2 separate regions of the Mus musculus genome follow, and region 1 is linked to region 2. Evidence: chromatin contacts called from public Hi-C data. All regions are on one chromosome and are shown on one strand. The core of a region is the stretch at or near the end of the contact, and the rest is flanking DNA. Distances in the headings are between cores, read along the strand shown.

The links. Hi-C and Micro-C count contacts between places; a contact is called where the count stands out from the background.
Region 1: a contact with region 2 is called in a Hi-C map of cerebellar granule neurons, with 5 times the contacts expected there. The contact joins two enhancer-like sites. A contact is called at or near these places in 1 of 15 datasets of contacts at CTCF or cohesin (stem cell-derived epiblast-like cells), 15 of 484 Hi-C or Micro-C datasets (the AML12 cell line, brain, cerebellar granule neurons and 7 more) and 2 of 115 datasets of contacts at active chromatin or transcription factors (bone marrow-derived dendritic cells and kidney).

Annotation. Positions count from the first base shown.
Region 1 is chr6:24,347,733-24,352,521 of GRCm38.p6, reverse strand. No RefSeq gene overlaps it. Among named protein-coding and RNA genes, the nearest start is that of Iqub, 160 kb to the left of the region's middle. Within about 2 kb of position 2,016, at least 2 of the 459 cell types and tissues checked have an H3K27ac peak or open chromatin away from gene starts, as enhancers often do. A contact at or near this core is called in cerebellar granule neurons, where this site is marked.
Region 2 is chr6:24,104,029-24,109,207 of GRCm38.p6, reverse strand. It overlaps Slc13a1 (solute carrier family 13 (sodium/sulfate symporters), member 1), which reads left to right. Exons shown (of 15, transcript NM_019481.2): 8 at 945-1,064; 9 at 5,099-5,179. Among named protein-coding and RNA genes, the nearest start is that of Slc13a1, 61 kb to the left of the region's middle. Within about 2 kb of position 2,872, at least 19 of the 459 cell types and tissues checked have an H3K27ac peak or open chromatin away from gene starts, as enhancers often do. A contact at or near this core is called in cerebellar granule neurons, where this site is marked.

The DNA of each region.
Region 1 (4,789 bases), core at 767-3,266, 240 kb before region 2:
GTGCAATATTGAGCCCCCATCAAAGGTGTGGTTTTTGTCTTCCCACCTAAATTAATCCAGCAAGATAAACTCTCTTTTGCATGCCCAGAGGCTAATCTAGTGTAAGCAATCCAGACATGTCTGCAGGCTTACACTCCTAACTGGTGATAGAGTCTGCTTTTAAACAGTGGAGACTTTAAGATACATATATCTAAGTATTGTGTGTTGTTGGCACACATGCAGGGCACACTGCTTGTGGAGGTAAAGGATGATAGAAGGGAGAGAGTTGATTCTCTCCTTCTGTTATGTGGGTCCCAGGATTAAACTCATGTTGTCACACTTGGCTGAGTCTTTACCTGCTCAGTCATTTCTCTATCCCTTATAACTAATGTTAGTTTTCATGTTTTTTTTTTAGCTTTTAAAATTAAATTTAATTCTTTTTACTTATTCACTTTACATTACAGTCTTTTTTATAAAATATTTTACAACTCTTTACTATTTTTACAACTTTATTAGCAAGTTTAAAAAGATAAAACGACAGAAATACTTTTACAAGTAAATAAATATTTTAAACATAAGCGATAAAAGGAAAGTGGCTTATATTAAGTGTCTGTGCCGGTAAGTCAATGATGACGTCTTGAAAATAAAACATGTAAGCCATATAGGTTGACCATCGTTCATCTGAAATCTGAAGTACTCTAGAGTCTGAAGTGTGCTCGGTGCTGATGAGACAGAACGGGGACATCTGAAGCATGACCTTATATGATGGGTCACAGTCATAGAGCCTGTGCACAGAGAATGTGGCACGCAGGTTATCTTCAGGCTATACGCACAGGTGTCCGTGAGACACAACTGTAAGGACGATCTCTAAGATCTGAGTAACACTTCTTCATGTTCATTAAATCCCAGTAATTAGTTGGTGAGCAAACTGACTTAATTAGCTACAATTTATAGGCTGGTGTTTTGCCATGTTATGGATCTAAAGGTGAGAAATTTCATGAAGTACCACGAGTCAATCATGTCCCTCAGTGGTACACAATCTTTAAAGTCAATCGGCGCTCTCCAAGAAAGGGCTTGTATTGGACACGTGAAAATGGGAGAAGATTTCGATATGAGTCCTGCATGTTAGATTAAGGAAAATTTAGGGTCTTTCCAATTATCATCAAAGATGAAATAAGAAAATGATGAATTGTCATTCCTTCTAGAGCCTGGAACATATAAAATACTAATTGAGTAGGTTAGAAATTCCAGTCATCTGGAATTAAGGATTGTATTATAATGAAAACTGCTTGGAATTCTCCTTTCTAGAATAATATCTTGTTTACAATAAGATAATTCCCTTGTGTGCTTGCTGTGACCTGGGACAGGTTAGTGCATATAGAGAGATTTTATACAATACAGTCCCAGCTGTTGCGACGGTGTAGCCTTCTGCAGTTTTTCAGAACAGCCTCTAGAGGTCAGGATTGAGGCACTGTGCATAGCTTAGCCTCCCCTCTCACTACCTAGCCAGTTATAATGGGATCAGCGCTGAGACTTAGTTCTCCATATGGTGACATTCATACGCTGTAAGGATTGTTCCCCCCATAAGATTTAATTATAACAATCTAATATGCAATAATAATTCGCTGCTATTAGACATTTAAAATATATATGATTTATATATGTAGTCCGCATTGATTCCTTCTAAAATGAAGAAATCGAGGCTCTAACGCCGTTTAAGCATTTACTTAGACTTTGATATATACAAGCATTTATAAAATAACATTCTGGAAGATTTAAAGTACTTCAGCTATAAAATAATACAAGTATTTCAAGTTTTCTGAAAGCTCCTAAAATTCAGGGTAGCAATCATTCTCTTAATTCAAAAGCATTTGAAAACTCTCCAAATAATATTGAAATCACTTGGAACAAGACAGACTAATTTGCCATTATTACCGCATTTCAGAGAGTTATCAGCTCCATTTCAGAGGATGAAGGCAGCCAAAGACCTTCCCACACTTTCTCCCGAGCATGTCCAGGGACTGTGGTGGCTCTCACCACCGGGGAACCCAGAAGGCTCATCCCCAAAGCTCCACACACATTTCTGGAGCCGAATGACTTCCTGTTTGTGGTTATTTTCTTCTTTATTCCTCTTTTATTTATTTATTTTCAACAATGCTTTCAGATATGGATGAAAGGTGATCAAAATGTCTTTTAACATCGATGTGAGTTTCAAATACAATACTCTCTTTAGTGACACATCTTGAGCTGCTTCCAAACAGTGTTATTAAGAAAGACTCTCCCCTTCTCTTCTACCTCTGCATGTGTGCCCTTTCTCTTTCTCCCTTCTCTACCCCACACCCCCTTTCCCCATGCTCACTTCCCTAACCTTGGTCCTTGGGGCCAGTAAACTCTTTCTGGCCTGAGAGCAGCTTCCCAATACAATAAACCTGCTAATAATAATAATAATATTAATAATAATATCCCCTTATAATTCCGACTATGCCCAGACATTTCCTATTCTTGCGAGTCCCTTCCTCCATTCTTTTTTTTTTTTTTTCTCGATTCTGTTCTTTACAGAAGAACCCATTCCTTAGGAATGAGCTCCACTATCATCCTCTCCACAAAGTTCCCAAAGCAGTCCTTGTTGGATTCTCCCATGGGTCCTTTGTCTATTACGTTGACATTCACTCAGTTCTCCTGTGTTCCTAAAATTTACAATTACAACCACTGAGGAAGAAGAGGATATTCAAAACATTTCCAAACTTAAAGGCCACAGCTACCAATCAATCGGATGAAGCAGCTTCGACAGACAATTCTGTCCTAAAGAGGCAAGAAAGAGTAGCTTGCACCTAGCCAGGGGTTCTTACAAGAAGGTCTCCCATGCTGCTGACAATGCATTGTTAACATATGGAGATGCTAAGGTGGCGCGTAGTTAACCAGTAAGGAAATTACTCCTTAACTCCTACTGACTTCAATACATTTGACACCAATTTGACTCAGACATTAGTTTACCCTAGTACAAACACACATACAAAAAAAGGGTTGTACTTTAAAGTTTTACGGTTACCCATCACAGAACGTGTGCACTGAGTCGTCCCAGCAAACAACTTGCCCTCTGCTTGTTCTCCCATGCTCTACTTTATTTTTGATGAATGGAGTGGGCTAATTAAATCTTATTTGTAGAAGGAAAGGGTAAGAAACGAACCCATTTCCCAAATAAAATTACAATCTTTAGTGCCGTTTAAATGATAACCTATATTTCGTTTATTCTAAAGGTATCAAAAGGCACTTTGGAAGACTGTTATCAACTCCATTTGCACACGCACAGAAGCCATTTTTCACCAAATATTTACCTGGTATGGAGAAGATTCTTTGAGTAAGATATTAAAACGAAGAAATGCTTGTTCAAATTTTGCCACAAGATAGCGATTCTCCAGAAGCCTTTTTTAAACAAACAACAAACAAAACAAAACAAAAACAAATAACTTAAAAATAAATCTCTAAGGGTAAAGAAAGGGTCCTTGTTAGCTTGTTTCTCAGCTCTTTCTTGTGGGAGATTTTATTTTTTTAGTCTTGTCAATTGGGATGGCTTAGTGCATTTCCACATTTTTTCCAGCTGTTGGAATTTGTTGCTCAACAGCGTAGACAGTGTTGTGATGTCTTTCCCTCTACCCCTAACAGCTAGATGCATGACCCGCAAACAGCAGGGAAACTCAATATATTGACTTCTTAGAAAGACTGGGGACAATGCTGACAATTTGACGACAACAGCAGCTAATTTAAGGTCAATTATGCTTACTTAAGTCCATTATTTAAATGTGGTTAAAGTGCTTCGAAGGGATGGAATCATGAGTATGAACGGAAGGAGCGTCATGCCTTTGTAAACATTATTGTAGGAAGGAAGGCGGGCCTATAGAAAGCCCTGGACAGACAGTTGCATAGTTCTAGATTACTCCTAGGAGACAGAGTGATAGAAGCTGCTGGATTAATTTGCATTTGGGCAGAGGAGTCCTTCCCTGAGGACTGCTAACCTGGCTTAGCATGTACTGCAACTATAAATGCTTCAGGGCGGAAGGGTGCTTTTACATCAGACAGCTGTGTCTCCAGACAGCTGTGTCTCCCCGCTGATTAATGCTAGCGAGCTCCCGGAAGTAGCGGAAGTAGCGCGGGCAGCCAACTGACTCAAATGAGGTCGGGGCTCAACAGGAACCAGTGCTCTCAACAGCACTTTTCCATCTCATTTCCATTTGCTAGCTGTAAACACCGCCTCCCCAGCCTAGAGTTCTTTGACCTCCTCCGGCCTGACTCTAGAATTGTGAATCAAAGCTAAGACCTTTAACCTCAAGTTGTTCTCATTTTGTTTTTCCGACCAAGGCAGACCCTGAAGCCTCTGACAAAGCCTTTTCTCCTGAGAAATGTTAAGCAATTGGCTTAGCTAACCATTAAAATATCATGTGGCTTCAAATTCCTTAATTTTTTAAAAGATGACTGGCCATAGGTTTTCGGAGTTATGTGTAAAGGGGTTACAGATTAAGCGCGTTCTGTCTCCCCAGGAGGAATCTGGCTTTGTGCCCCAGATATAATCCCTGTTTGTGCTGTGGAAGCTGACATCTCTTCATTTTACAGAATCCTTGTTATTGCAGACACAGGGGTTGTGGGAGGTGCTCTCTGCCTTACTGGTTGACTGTTGTTCATTTTCCTCTCTAGAATGCTGCCTTTGAGTCAAGTTAAGTGGACCACAAATTTACTCTCTTAAAACATTCATGTAAACATGTGAGCTATTTATCCTTTCTAACATGAATCTAGGACAGTATAAATTAATTCTAAA
Region 2 (5,179 bases), core at 1,623-4,122:
TTATCTTGTCATTTTAAAAGAACTAAAAACAGGTTGTCAATTTTATATGTGTATTTAGATTTCCAACTTTTATGTTATCACATCAACAAGAAATAATCAAAGCCAATTATTTTTCAAATTTCCTGATGTTCCTCTGTATTTATGAAATTACTGTGAAATGCTAATTTATTTAGTATTTAGACTATATTTTAAAGTAATGAGTGTAAGGTCACCACAAAAAGATGTTCATTATCTGAGCTTATTTAATTGCTGATGTTTTGTTATTTTGTTAATTTTTAAGTAAAATAACTGGGAGATAAAAAAAATCAGAAGTCTTACACAGAATATTTTACTATTTCTTCTGGTCCAGAGTTGTTTCATTAGACTGAGTCCTAAGTTAGGTACCATGGCCTATGATATACCCAGAATGGTACAATGCTTTTGGTGAAAGAAACCTAAAACTAGCCAGAGGAGAAGGTCTGAGCCAAGTCGAAGTTCTTCATACATATCAGGTTGCCAGATACCAGTGAGGAATGGTGACCAACAGTGAGTTCTTCCCTGTGCCATCTGTTCCCAGCCTAGCCAGTTGGTCTTTGCTCATTCATAGTCTGATGATTTGAACAGTAACAACAAAACGCACATCTTCATGTACACGTATTTTGTATTTAACGAAGATGAGCTACAGTGGTAGGCATTTTTCACAAGTATTCCATTAGAGCTTGATTTAAAAGGGACAACAGTTAAAGCAGCCCTCTTCTTTTTGTGGGGTATAGTGTCGTTATGTGGTTACAGAACGGGGATGGGAGACTTCAAAAGGAATGTGTGTTGGTATGTATACTGTGATTGTACCCCAGGAAAGTCATCTCTGACAAAACCACAATGAAAGTGTGGACTGCTGCTCTTTGCCTCATGACCACCAGCAAAGACTCCATGTCCTCCTAACACAGCTTTCTGTCTTCCTATAGGCGCTACCCTGATTGTCGCTGCCTCAACTTTGGTTCCTGGTTTTTGTTTTCCTTCCCGGTTGCTCTAATTCTTCTACTTTTGTCTTGGATTTGGCTCCAGTGGCTCTACCTAGGATTCGAGTAAGTAGACATTTTATTTTAATGTGATCAAGGCATCTATCTGCACGGTGCTTTCACCTCTATATCTAGATAGAGAGAATACCTGAATTCTCCTCTATGCTACACGCGCTGTGTTTCCACATTTTTTTTTTTGCATTCAGAAAATTAGCATGCCTGAACACATTTTTAGGATAGACTGGAATAATGTAAATAACATTGGCATTGGTGGAATCTATAAAGTACAGGTCTAAATAGATGCCCTTTAAGTCTTAAACCAGTGATATAGTAACTGCTCAGAAAGGCATAAGAAACTGGTGATGTCATGGTCCCAATCCAACTATCACGGTAGAGTTGTGAGAATCCATGTTGCTGTGCCTCTTAGGATGAATGTTCTTGGATTATCAAGTTACTTTCAATTGTTAACATGCAGGGTTTCCCTGTTTCATGTGAACTTCAAACTTAATAACATCTTCAAACTATAAAGTAAAATAGAGATCTGAAAAGTTTCTCTGTTGAAAGACGTTGAACTAATAATTGGGAGAAGAGAGATGGCTTTACTGTTGTTCTATTGCTGTGAAGAGACAGCATGACCAAGGCCAACTATTATTGAAACAAGCATTTAATTGAGGGCTTGCTTACAGTTTCAAAGTTTAGTCCTTTATCAACATGGTAGAGAGCATGACAGCACGCATGGTGATGGAGAAGTAGCTGAGTGGTACATTCTGATCTGGAGAGAGAGAGACAGAGACAGACAGAGACAGACAGACAGAGATACATAGAGAGATTGGGTCTGGCATGGGCTTTTGATATCTTGAAGTCCACCCCTAATGACACATTTTCTCTAAAAAGGCTAAACTACTAATCCTTCTAATCCTTTCAAAGAGTTCCACTCACTGGCAACTAAGTATTCAAAGATATAAATCTATGGGAGCCATTATTATTCAAGCACCAGGAGAAGTAACCCCAGGGCAGATGAGTAATCTCTTCAAGTCCTGCCCATGATTAGTCTTAGTATCTTCTACTGTAAACAAGAGGATTTATTCATCAGTTTGGTAAGATCACTTCTAGCATTATGATGTCAACACCCAAGAGTCCAAACTGAACTGCAGCAGCCAAAGTAAGGATATACTGGAAAGTAAAGAACCACTGATGGCACTAAAATGTCAAATTCTGTATACTAAGTGAATCCCCTGCTTTTCTAAGATTGAAGCTGGTAGTTTGATAAGCATTCAGTGGTTGTATAACTGAGAATACAGCCACCATAGAGCCCACCAAGGGCTAATCAAGAAAATCTAAAATGCAGCCTGTACTTTCAACTTATTTAATTCTCCATTAGGAATTTTACATCACATATAATTAGGATATATACATATATATCACAAATGAAAATTATTTTCTGACTAATAAAATATTTAAAATTCACTTCTATAGTTTAATTTTAATAATTCCAAGAACCTATGAATCAAGCAGCACACTGTTCTCTAAGACAGTGAAGGTGAACTCTCAGCTACTCGGACTTCTTTTGAAAAAAATGACACAGTACAGTAGGGGGTGGTGTTTTATCTGTGACCATAGTTTCCAGGTCTAGCAAGGTAATGACTGACATTTCCCCCCTCTCTATTTTTTCATCTTATCTTTTTCCTCTCTAACTGCCCAATTGTGCTAGTAGTTGGAAGATAGTACTGATGGTTTTAAAAAACATTCTATCCAGATTGTGGGAGCAGCATGTGGCAGTCTTCCCGCTGAAGCAAATGTGTGGAATGTCACTGACTTCAGCAGGTGGCCTTCAGTGTGACAGGCCAGCTGCATACAAAGTGCCCCTCCCAGGGAATCCAACCTTTCCGGGACTGGTTCAGTTGTACAGGTAGCAAGGCTGGGAGCACAAAGGAGAAGAATCCTGAACCAGTGGACACAGGCACACTGTCTAGTGACTAAACCCCTGCTGTTTTCGTTCTTTGTTGATGCTTTTAATGACTTTAAACAAATACATATGCAACCCCCACTATTATTTTAATATGGGGCAGGCATATTACAATAAGGTCAGTGTTGTCTTTCAACAGTCCTCTTGTTGTCCATTCCTGGTTAGACATGGCAGTTTCATGTTCCAACCAATTTTTCAGAGTTCTTTTCAGTTTGCCAAGGTGTGTCCCTCTAAAGGCTTTAGACTGACAAACAGAAATTAGCTGCCACTCCCCTGGCAGGCTACCATACATTCTGATTAGTGTTCTGGCTGTTAGCACAGCTAACTCGCTCATTATAAACAGCCCCAACATACCAGGAGCTCATCCATCAGACCTCTGCGTTTATTACAATGGAAAGGAGGTTGACACACAGTCTTATATGCTCCATCGGTTCCTTTGTTGAAGATTATCCTTCATTTGCAGGCAAGCAAATTCAGCTTGATCCGGTTACTGTCTGCAGCCAGAGAGAGAAAGCGCACTTGCAGCTGCTTAGAGGGTAGAAAAGGAAAAGTTTTTATCTTTGTCTATTGTTTTCTCTTTTCACAGATAGTTTTCTCACGGTAGTCCTCAGACTTGTTTCTTGGATTATGTATTTATGTTGGGATTAGGGATAAAAATTTGAGATTGCCAATATCCAGAAACTTAATAAAAACAAAGATTTAATTAGTCCTAGTCATAAGGGAAACAATATCTAACTAGTTACAGAGGTGATCATGTTTGCATGAGGATGATCAGGAATGTCTAAAATGAAAGGCTTAGGAATTACAGAAACTCTGTTTACCTAGTCATGGTGCCACATACCTTACTCCCTTAGCCCTTGGGAAGCACAGACAAGCAGATCTTGGTGAGTTTGAAGTCAGCCTGGTCTATATAGCAACTATATAAAGAGACCCTGTTCCAGACCAACCAAACAACAAAAAGAATCAAGGAAATTTAGCTCCTTTAAAAGGAAGTATGGAACAATGCTTTGCAGCAAAATTACATGAAGATACGATGACCGAGCACAAACTATCTATGTTGGTTAGTGCTAACTCCTTTTCCCATTCTCTCTCTCTCTCTCTCTCTCTCTCTCTCTCTCTCTCTCTCCAAAACAATAAGCTTACAGGAGACTAGGAGACTGTTCCCACCATGACTGCTCACTCAGGAGGACCCAGCTAACCTACTCACAATCATTCCAAGAGGCAAACCTTAAGCATCAATTTTCCCACTTGATTCTTCCTCCAGAGGGATTTAAAAAAAAATCTGCATCTACAGTAATGTCCCACAAAAATTTTTCAAAATTTGGAAGACCTTAGACCAGGAAAATAAAACAATAACAGTGAAAAGGGGCTGTAGAACCAAGCAGCTAAAGGCAGAAGAGGAGTGATATTTACTACTGAGTAAACAGGACTTGTCTAAGGACTCTGCTTTTAGGGCGGGTGAATCTCTCAGGAAAACAACGGACTCCAGTTTTTTTTTCCCCTTTGAGTAGCTTAGTTTGGAGTCTAACTTCAATAATTTTATGGCCTGGTGTCACCTCTTTAACATATTTGTGAGAGTTGACAGATCTGACAAAAATAAGTGTCTCAGATTTGCCAGAGGTGTTATGGAGTGGGTGAGTATAGTGCTTATGTTAAGACACTGAGCCCAAAAGATTATCTGTTTACTGTCCTGTCCCTGCCCTCCATTTCTGCCTAATGGGATGAAACTTCCTTATGCACAGAAATAAGAGACCAAGATGAACAAGAAATATACTTTTAAGGCAATATAGATATCAAGTATTCCTACATATTTATAGTTACCATTGCATAGAGAGTGATCAGGATGAGTGGGGGGTGGAAATGTATGAGGGGTGCGAATGATCTTTAAAAGGAAGAGATAAGGAGAAGACATCATGGATGGTAAAGCGAAACTTGGACATCTAGAAAGGAGCAAGCCAGACAAAGCCAGAGAGGAAAGAAGAGTCAGCGAAGGAGAAAGAAGCACAGACAGGCGCAGGGCATGGATTCCAGGGGTCAGTAGAGGGAAGTTTAACAAAGCATTCACAGACAAACCTTCTATAAGGGAGGGAGGTGGTGGTAAACTAGCTTCCTTAACTCTTATTGTCTCTTTCAGCTTTAAGATGTTCAAGTGTGGCAAAACCAAAACACTCAAAGAAAAAGCTTGTGCAAAGGTGATCAAACAAGAATATGAAAA